Linked DNA regions of Mus musculus: region 1 is linked to region 2. The links are chromatin contacts, called in public HiChIP or PLAC-seq maps. All regions are on one chromosome and are shown on one strand. Each heading gives the region's core, a stretch centred on a gene start, on an enhancer-like site or on the middle of the called end of the contact. The rest is flanking DNA. Distances are from core to core; before and after follow the strand shown.

Evidence for each region. HiChIP or PLAC-seq counts read pairs in DNA pulled down with a chosen protein or histone mark.
Region 1: a BATF HiChIP or PLAC-seq map of CD8 T cells shows a contact between it and region 2, with 11 read pairs. The contact joins two enhancer-like sites. A contact is called at or near these places in 3 of 39 promoter capture datasets (the HPC-7 cell line, HPC-7-derived erythroid cells and pre-B cells), 3 of 15 datasets of contacts at CTCF or cohesin (CD8 T cells, pro-B cells and thymocytes), 9 of 484 Hi-C or Micro-C datasets (the AML12 cell line, B cells, CD4 T cells and 5 more), 4 of 115 datasets of contacts at active chromatin or transcription factors (CD8 T cells, effector CD8 T cells, embryonic forebrain and 1 more) and 2 of 9 other capture datasets (adipose tissue and liver).

What each region holds. Positions count from the first base shown.
Region 1 is chr14:118,940,616-118,945,937 of GRCm38.p6, reverse strand. All of the region lies in intron 1 of Dnajc3 (DnaJ heat shock protein family (Hsp40) member C3), which reads right to left. Among named protein-coding and RNA genes, the nearest start is that of Dnajc3, 5.3 kb to the right of the region's middle. Within about 2 kb of position 3,712, at least 34 of the 459 cell types and tissues checked have an H3K27ac peak or open chromatin away from gene starts, as enhancers often do. A contact at or near this core is called in CD8 T cells, where this site is marked.
Region 2 is chr14:118,826,755-118,832,011 of GRCm38.p6, reverse strand. It overlaps a transcript of Cldn10 not described here. Among named protein-coding and RNA genes, the nearest start is that of Gm32382, 9.1 kb to the right of the region's middle. Within about 2 kb of position 3,906, at least 20 of the 459 cell types and tissues checked have an H3K27ac peak or open chromatin away from gene starts, as enhancers often do. A contact at or near this core is called in CD8 T cells, where this site is marked.

The DNA of each region.
Region 1 (5,322 bases), core at 2,463-4,962, 110 kb before region 2:
TCCCAACTGCCCACCTCGAAAATTCCCACTCCTCAAGATTCTGTCCCGGGACTAGGGATGTAGCTTAGCTTAGGGGAAAAAGGTCCTAGGTTCTATCTTCAAAACCACAGGGTACGAAGAAACAAGCAACCAAAACCAAACAGGTCCTGTACAGCGCTGCCTCCACTGTGCACCTCTGCACCCGCCTGGCAAGAGCAGGAGTCCTCTAGCTCCCCCTGTACTATGCATTCCCATACTCACAAATGCACACTTGCTTTGCAGGACACACTGCTTCTCAACACACTGCTCTTCACAGTTAGCCTGTCTCTTACAACTCTGATCCACCCTTAGCCCAGCATTAATGAAAAGCAAGTCAGAGAGCAGAAACTATTCCTCTATGAACATCACATAGTTCAGTGTATTACATATGGTGAGCACTCAATATTTATTAAATTAAATGAATATTTGCCTTCCTACTTGAATATGTCTTCAAATTAAGTCTATAACACATATAATTACCAAGTCCAATTACTAATAACTGATCCTAAATGATCCATCAAGACACTAATGTCTAAAAAAGGTTCCTTATAGATTGTTGGCCGTCTTACAACATCTATACTCTATTCTGAGCCACAATTTTTATTACATTGCTACACGTTGTGTGAGCACTATTTTCCAAGAGATAAGACAATCAAGTATCAAGTAATTTCCGAATGAGCCCTGACTGAGCAGGTTTCTCCTGTCAATCAGGGGTCAACAGTGTAAAGAGGAAGAGTAGGAAAAAAGATAGACTAACTAATAGTGTTATTCTCTGAGGATTGCGACAGAAGAAAACAAGGCACACACATGTTGTACAGACATATATGTAGGCAAAATACCCACACACATAAAATAAATAGAATCTTTAAAATAAATAAATAAATAAAAGTGTATTACCAGGAGAACCAAAATACAACTCAGTAGCTTCAGGGGCAAATGATGAATGTTGGAGACTCGGTAGATGCAAAGGGCATGTTGCAATGCTGGAGGGGAGAAGTGATGGCAAAAGAGAGAAACAACTTGTCTGAAGAAAGCCCTTCCTTTTCACATGCCTCCAACCCACCAGAGGCCAAGCTAAGACAGGATGCTGAGCATGAAACCTGCCTGGGAAACAATGCAAGTTCATAACCAGCCTGAACGACTTTTATTTTTAAAGACCAAACCAAGTTAAGTGACCTAGGACTTCTCAAAATCCAAACTACTAATCCAGCTAAAACTCCTCAGACTGGTGAGGAATGTGGGCAGAGATGGAGATAAGAGCCAGAATTGTGTTGTGGAAAAAAAGAAAAAAGATGTTGTTCTCCTCCTCAACAAAGACACCATCTTAGAATGACTTAAGTGGAGGCCAGCCTTCAGGCTGGCTCTGTGACTAAAGGCACTTTGCCACCAAGCCTGGTGGACTTGAACTTAATCCCTGGACCCCATACCACATGATGGAGCAAGAGACCCAGCTCCTGCAAGTTTTCATCCGGCCTCCACACACTGTGCTAACACACAGCCCAACTCTGCCCTGCCCTCAACCTCCTCCAACTCAGTTGTTGTTGTTGTTGTTGTTGTTGTTGTTGTTAAGAATGAATAAAGCCAGTTGGTGGTAACCCACAACTTTAATCCCAGCACTCCGGAGTCAGAGAGGCAGCCTGGTCTACAGAGCTCCAGGACAGCCAAGGCAACACAATGAAATCCTGTGTGTGTGTGTGGGGGGTTGGGGGGGGGAGGTGAGGGAGTAAGAGAAAGGGAATTAAACTTAAGCTGGACTTGGATATTTCAGGGCAAGGTTTAAAGTCACTGATTTTTCAAGAACAGGCAGACTGAAGAATTAGAGTACAAGCAACACTGAGTGTGCAGTTGAGATTGAGGCTCAGGGGCTTAAAAGGAGACTAACAATCAGGCTGGTTTTCTCCATCTGTGTTTATCCTTTAGGTACATAAAACAAACTTAAATTTACTGGGCTTGGGGATCTGCTGGGTAAGGAAAGCCAAAGAATACAAGAGCAGAAAAACATAAGAATGTGTTTGTAATAACATGGTTGTCGTGATGGCCCCCTAAGCTTGAAGAAAACAGATAAAAGGTAAGGATGGTTCCCCAAAGCCTGTCTTATGGTCCCTGTTTTGTCAACTCTAAGGTAACACAGTTATTTTTTTAAGACTTTATTTTATTTATATGGATACACTGTAGCTGTCTTCTGACACACCAGAAGAGGGCGTCAGATCCCATTACAGATGGTTGTGAGCCACCATGTGGTTGCTGGGAATTGAACTCAGGACCTTTGGAAAAGCAGTCAGTGCTCTTAACCTCTAAGCCTTCTCTCTAGCCTCAACATATTTATTTTGTATACCTCACCACAGCACCATATAGCTTAACCTTAGCTGACACATGAGTCTTTTCTTATATTCCAAGACTCCAAGCAACTAGCTCATCATATTTAGCAATGTTAAAAGAGCTAGTTTCTAAAGATACAGAAAGCAAATAAAGCTAAGATTGAAAAAATAAAGAATTGAGTTATGAAGGGCAGGTGATTGGGTTCCAGGGAATTTCTATGTAAACAAAGTTAAACTGTTCATTAATAAATCCAAAGAAAGCAGGTGTAGTGGGGCAAGCCTGTAATGCCAATACTCAGAAGGCGGAGGGGAGAGGACCACCACAAGCCTGAGCCAATCCTGATATGCATATCAAATTCCAGAGTCCATCCAGACTAGCCTGGGCTAAAGAGTGAGACCCTGTCTCAACACCACACACACACACACACACACACACACACACACACACCCCAAATAGTTAAAAGATCATGACAATAGAAACTGAACTGAATCACCATTAACTTCACATGGGAGGCCGGGTTTGGTGGTGCCAGCCTTTAATCCCAGCATTTGGGAGGCAGAAGCAGGTGAATTTCTGAGTTCGTGGCCAGCCTGGTCTACAGAGTGAGTTCCAGGACAGCCAGGCCTACACAGAGAAACCCTGTCTCAAAAACAAACAAAACAAAACAAAAACAAACAAACAAACAAAAAACTTCACATGGGAAAATAAAACCTACTTGCTCCAGGGCATCTCATCTTAGAGCAAGTCTGCCCCACAGAATGGAGGCAACTGCAATCCCATGCATCCTCTCAGCCAACGCCAGCTGGTGGGATGAGCTAAACGCTGACACTGCTGCTAACCTTATAATCTACCTTGCGAAACAGTTCAAAATAATTTTAGGAAGTTATCTGACCATCTGATTATATAAACTATTAAAATCATGCATTTAAATTTTTCTCTTCATATTTAACTAATACCAAAGAAATCATACAAAAGGTCAAATATACTGTTAATTTATCGGTTTAAATAAAATCTATTACAACCTTTTGTTTGCAAAGACTTTCAAATCTTTTCCCATGATGGCCAAAATATATGGTTTAATCATATATTTATTCAGTGAATTAAAAACTGGCTTCCTGGTGTCCGATGCACACAGCTCTCTAACAGCGCTGCCTCTTGCTTGCTGAGCTCTGGCCAGCCACAGTACAGGGGAAGGAGGTGTCCAAACCGTGGGTGGCTCCAGTAAAGCAGACAAAACACACAAGGCCTGCAGATCCACCGGTGCTAAAGCACTGAGGAAACAACTGGCTACAAAAGCCTCGCCACAGAGTGCACCCTCTACTAGAGGGGTGAAGAAACCTCATGGTACAGCGTTACAGGCCTGGTACGGTGGCACAGCAGACGCTCTCAGAAGGCCACTGAGCTTCTGACTCACAGGCTCCCCTGTTAGCGTCTGGTGCGAGAAAGTGCTCAGGACTTCAAAACAGACCTGCGCTTCCAGCGTGCGACTACTGGTGATTTGCAGGAGGCAAGTGAGGCCTAGCTGGTTGGCCCTTCTGAAAGGACCAAACTGTGCTATCCACACCAAACATGCAGCAATTATGCCAAAAGATATCCAGCTAGCCCGCCACACACGCGGAGAACATGCTTAAGAGTCACTATGAGGGGAAACATTTCATTCTCAAGAAATTGTTTTTCTTCTTGTTGTTGTTGTCAGTAGTTCCCCACCCCAACCCCAATGGGGTCAAAGGTACCTAAGTATATGATTGCGAGTGGAAACATAGGGGACAGCATCGGGTATTGGCGTTTTTCCATGTTTATTTGTGTGTGAATTTTTAATATAAATGCAAGATGGAAAGCATTAATGCAAGCAAACTGTTCCAGTGAACACATTTCAACTTCATAGCAATTATAAATAAACATGTTAACATTTTCTGGACAATGCCAGCATTTGGATTTTTTAAAAAATTAATTAAATTCCTTGTTGGTGGCAATAAACAGTGTCTGTAGCATTGTTAGCACCCAGTAGATTCCACCACTCACTATCCTTTTCTGAGATGTCCTCATGCAAATAAGGGCTTTTAATGTTGTCTGTCTTCTGTGCTGTTCCTGTAAGTTTGCTATTAAAATACATACTATTAAAAAAATAAAAATAAAAAAATAAAAAAATTTTAAAAACTGGTTCCCAGTCTACCAAGGTGGCACACACCTTTAATCCCAGCAGAGGCAGAGTTAGAGGCCAGCCTGGTCTACACAGTGAGTTCCAGGGCAGACAAGGCTGCACAGTGTGACCCTGGGGGTGGGGTGGTGGTTAGTTATAACTGGGTTCATTGACCTTAGTTTTGAGGACACATGCAGGTCAGGTGGTGCCACACTGCACTTATGGCTGGAGAGAGAAGACATAAGGGAAAGTTCTATGAGAACAGGAAATGTGATATAGGTCAAGAGAAAAAGAAAACTAAGACAACAAAATGTTTTTTGTCTGTATTCATACTCAACTCACCAAGCCACTAGCAATAAAATGAAATAATCTTATTTGTAATGTGAGAGTGCTAAGATGTCTTCCTCTGCTTGGATCTCACGTGTGTCTCTCTAGTGTGAGAGAGAAGGCACCCCGGCACCTCGGCTCCCTGGAGCTGCTTGTGCGATGCTGGCAGCCTCTTAACAGGGCCACCTCCAGTCCCTACAATTTTCTTTCTACTCAAAAATTCTATTTCTCCTGCTCTAGCTTTCTTTCAAAACCTCTCAGAAAGGAAATTTGAAGAGTCAGCCAATGATATATGCTTCCCTCCTGTGGATTACAACAGAAAAGCCCAGTTTAAATCAGGAAAAAAGCAGGCCACTGAGGTGTGCCACTCCATCTCTACAGTACGAAACTGTGTTTCACGTTTCCTGTTCTCACAGAACTCTCCCTTATGTCTTCTCTCTGCAGCCTTAAGTGCAGTGTGGCAGCACCTGACCTGCATGCCTCCTCAAGACAGAGGCTAATGGACCCAGATATAACTA
Region 2 (5,257 bases), core at 2,657-5,156:
TGTTAATGTTATTCTTAATGGAAAAAAAAACTTACAAAAGCGCCAGTTCAAAAATTTCCCTCAGATAGCCTGTCAAAACCACTCTTGAAACAAACAGAATTATACGTCTTCCTCCACAAATGTTCCCTGGTGAGGTCAATATTTCTTAAACATGTCACATGACACTTGTGGATCTATTGTCTGAGTGTGGTAATTAGAAACTAAAAGTTAAATTGCTGAATTACTTTAGTTATCATTCCAAGAAACATATACTTTTTTTTTTTTCAGGGAAGTTCCCTCGGTGTGGAGAATTTGCAACACCCAATCCTATAGCTTCCGTTTCTAAGGAAGACAGAACTGACCTCTGTCCTCAAGCCTGCCATATTCTGGGGTTTCAGCAGGTGGCTCTCTGTCCCCTGGAGTGGCCCTGACCCAGGGCCTGAACAGAACCAAGCCCACGCTTGCCACTTGCGGGGTGTTTCACTAGTGCTGAAGTGAATTGAGTTGAGTTCCAGTCTTGCTTAGGACTCACAGCCCTCCTACAGTGGAGACTCACACCCTTCAGGGAGGGCTCACATTCAGGCCTCCAGAGTTGCTCTGTTTGTTTATAACACTTTTCTTTGTTGAAAACTATTCGTAATGACTGCAGGCTGTAACCCTGTCTCCTGCCACATCGTCCTTCAGAGAGCAAGCGTCTCAGTCTGTCCCCTCTTCCTTCTCCAAAGCCATATTCATACATGACCAAGGGGAATCATCTCACACTTGAGATAAGACGGTGGCCCTAGAATGGCCTTAAATTCATTCCCGACACAGTAGCCAAAGTGGGTGTCCACCTAGCAACAATTTAATTATATAACACTTTCTCCTTCCCAGTGAGTTTGTCTCTTTGTTATCCTCTTTAAAAGGTATCTACACATGCTGAGGTCACTTCCAGCATCCCAAGCTACCTAGTCTGTTCCCATTGGTCCCCCTTCTCCCTTTTATGCTGGCCCTGTAGCCATCCCACCTTTCTGACCAATCCAAACACCCCTGTGACAGCTTGCCTTGATGCCTCTGCATCTAATACATCCTTTTCAATGAAGTTGTTTTTACTGGACTCTTCTCAGATTTGGGGATCTTTAAAGGTACCTCCTTAGATCTGGGTTAGAGTTTGGTGACAAAGCTCTCACCTGGCTTGCACGAGGTCCTGAGTTCAATTCTGAGCACCACAAAAAAGAAAACATAAAAGAATAAATATAATCTCTTTAGATGGAGCAAGTATTACTATTGAAGAAATATAGCTCAGTCCTTATGCCCCATTATCAATGTTGTGCTGACAAATGGCTTTACCTATTGGCTTAGGAGTAGGACTGGAGGGTGGGCATTCCTGACTGCTAACAAGAGCTTGTTTCTATGGTGTAAATAAGCTACCAACTTTAAGGCCACTCTGTGGCAGGGTTTGTGACGTATGAACATCTACTCCTGAGACCTGTAACAAGACAGTGCTTAAACCCAAGTGTGACTCTCCACACAGGACTTCTCAGTCTCTGTGGCTCCCACAGAGTCATCTGTGGACTTAGGCCCTTGTCTCTAATGCACATAAGAGGGAAGATTATTTCTTGTCAACATATTGGTTATCCAATAAACATCTACCTATTAGTGTTAACAGCATATTCCATGGACAGCTTTTTCATTTTCTTAGCTTCCTTAAGAGGGGGAAAAAAATCTTATTTCTGGGGGTGGGGCTGTCATGGTTTGTATATGCTTGGCCCAGGGAGTGATACTATTAGAAGGTGTGACCCTGTTGGAGTAGGTGTGTCACTGTGGGCATGGGCTTTAAGAACCTCATCCTAGCTGCCTGGAAGCCAGTATTCTGCTAGCAGCCTTCAGACGAAGATGTAGAACTCTCAGCTCCTCCTGCACCATGCCTGCCTGGATGCTGCCATGCTCCTACCTTGATAATAATGGACTGAACCTCTGAACCTGTAAGCCAGCCCCAATTAAATGTTGTCCTTATAAGACTTGCCTTGGTCATGGTCTGTTCACAGCAGTAAAACCCTAACTAAGACGGGGGAATTGCTATATTTTACTGCTTTTAAAAGCCAACGAGTCAAACAAGAAAGGAGGGAACCTTGTAAGAAGGCTGTGGGGGTGGGGGTGCTAGAAATACGTATGGTAGAGAGAGCGGCATATGCTGTGTGGTAGAATGAGCTTGAAGTTTGAATCCTGCAAAAGAAATTATTTGTGCCTTTATTCGTGAGCACACATCCTAACTTTTGCTAGAAAAAATGTGAAATTTTCCTTCTTCCCCGAGCCTGACAGAGAGGACGGATGAACCCAAATTATTTGCTGAAGGTTCCCTCCAGTGTGGAGGAACCTTGGCTGTAAGCTGTAACGGCCATTCCAAAATGGCAGCACAGCTCCACATTTAGGTTTATAAACATCGGATGTTTGTGAGTGTGCTAGACAGTTTCATATCATCTTGTCACAGGCGAGAGTCATTGAAACTCAATTGAAAGGAAACTTCAATTGAGAAAATGCCTCTATAAGATCAGCTGTAGGTCATTTTCTTAACTAGTGATTGATTGGGGAGGATCTAGCCCATTGTGAGTGGTGCCATCTCTGGGCTGGTGGTTCTGTTCCGTAAGAAAACAGGCTGACCAAGCCATGAGCAAGCCATGAGGGCAGCACCCTTCCATGCCCTCTGTATCAGCATCTGCCTACAGGTCCCTGCCCTGTATGAGGTCCTGTCCTGACTTCCTTCAATGATAAATAGTGATATGGAAGAATAAACCAAATTTCCTCCCCAAGTTGCTTTTGGTCTTGGTTAATCATTGGAGCAATAGAAACCCTAAATCGTGCAAGTCGGTACCAGCATAGTAGGGGATTGCTGTGACAGACATGACTGTGTTTTGGGAAAGATTGTGGAAGAACTTTGGAACTTTGTGCAAGAAAAGCCATTGAGTGCTAGTGCTTAGTGGGTTGTTCTGCAGGATCGTAGACTCCAAGAACGTCGAGGACAGTGCAGAAGACGAGGCTAGGCTTGTAAACTTTCAGAGACTAAAGACTCTATCAGGGCCACTTGTCTCTGAGGTTCTGGTTATCTAGGGGATCAGCTGGGGCCAAGAGGACAAGCTGTGTGTTCTGCAGACAGCAGAGCTGGAGACCTGACCAAGCTGCGTGGAGGATCCCAGAAGATCTGGAGTGAATCTTAGACATCGAGTTATTTATACTGTTGGAGTTTGGTTTTGCTTTCATTTGATTGTGACTGTGCCCTGGTTCTTCCCTCTTGAAGGAACAAAGGACTGGATTTATTTTTGACTTTACAGTGGCCCACATTTGAGAGACTAAACCAGAGAGAGAGAGAGAGAGAGAGAGAGAGAGAGAGAGAGAGAGAGAGAGAGAGAGAGGGAGAGAGAGGGAGAGAGAGAGAGATTTGGGTTTCAGAAAAATAGAATTTTAAAATGGACTGGGTATTTTTAAAGAGACAACTTTTAAAGTGTTAATTTGCAAGGCTGTGGGACTTTTTAGGTTTGTACAATGTTTTATATCGTGATGTCTTTATTAATGTGTGATCTTGGGGATGAGCAAGAAAGGAAAGGTTTTGGCTTAACAGGGATGGCGTGTGTCAAGTTGACAAGGTGTCAACTGTGTTGGATAATTTTATGTCAACCTGACACACGGTAGAACTATCTGAAAGGAGGGAACCTCAGTTGAGACAAGCCCACCGTAAGATCCAGCTGTAAGGCATTTTCTTAGCTGATGGGGAGAGCACATCCGTGGGCTGATGGTCTTATAGATGGGATTTTCAGAAAGCAGGTTGATCAAGCCTTGGGGAGCAAGGCAGGAAGCACCACCCCTCCATGGCTTCTGCATAGCTCCTGCCTCTGGATCCCAGCCCTGGCCTCCTTCAGTGGTGCTCTACGATGTGGAAGTGATAGCTGAATACACCCATTCCTCCCCACCGTGCTTTTGATCATGGCGTTTCATCCAGGCAGTGGTAACCCTGACTAAGTCAGTGGGGTGTTAATTTAGAGAACCACAAAGGTTAGGTCAGGGACGCATCTGTTGCACAAGTGAAAGCCTGAGTTCTCAAGTGCCACCTAACCCCCCCCCCCCACCCCACATGCACCTTTCTAACAGTCTCTCATTTTACCAACTCAAGCTGGCCAAAATCCACTTATCTCCACATCCCAGGGCTGGGATTACAAATAACCACGCTCACCCCAGCCCAACCCAATCTTTTCATAGTTTAGGGGAGTGAACCCAGGCCTTCCTGCTTGGACAGCAAGCACTTTACCAACTGAGCTACCTCAGCAGCCTGAAGAACAGTCTTGACATAGACTTCTCTGGCTACCTGCTGGTCTCCTTCTGAAGTACTAAGAGGAGGCCCCGCCCCTTGCCCCTCCCCTCTGCCCATGGTAGAACAGTCTTCCACAAAGAAACCAAAGAAGCTCTTGTGTGGAAGCAGCTGGGGTCACATCAGAAACCCTGGCGATGAGCAGGCATGGGGTTGCTTGTGGCGTTGCTTTCTTTCTTCCCTTTGTTCTCTGCTATTCTATCACAGTTTTTGCTTTTTCCCCTAAAGGAAATCCCACAGGGGCCTCAGCAAATGATACTAATCTGTGTTTACAGTGTCTGCCTCTACTTAATGCGGAATTTGGCCGACTGTTGAATGTGAGAAAATATTGGACAAGGTTCTTGTAAAACTGGTTGTCAAATCTTAAGTTCTGTAGGCGTTCCAAGAATCTTTGAGATAAGAAAAAAAAAGACTCCAGCGATGCAAAATGCTTATTTTCTAGAAAAATCCCTATGCCTGACAAATATATTTACTCATAGTATTTTTTAATGTTTAGGCACTTTTCATTCTCCGGGTCTTTAACACACCAATAGCTGTCTTACTACCATTGATTTGAACATGGGGGACTTAAACCTGACTAATTTGCTTCAGGTAGCGGGGCAGTCAAAAATAGAGGTAGGTCTCTCACAAGTCACCATCATATCTTTCTTAACACAATTTACATCTATGGCCATAGCACTTGAATGCACCTGCTCCCATCTGACCTCAGAAGCCAAGCAGAGTTGGGCCTGGTTGGCGCTTGGATGGGAGACAGTACTTTTATGAGTTACCAGCCCTTAAAGATCCCTTTGCTGTGCAACAGACACTTCACATGATAGTAAACACGGTTCTAATAGTAGACAAAGGGTACGTTTTTACATATATATATATATATATATATATATATATATATATATGTCACACCAAGTATGCAGGGCCCAGAAAAGACATAGGAAAACT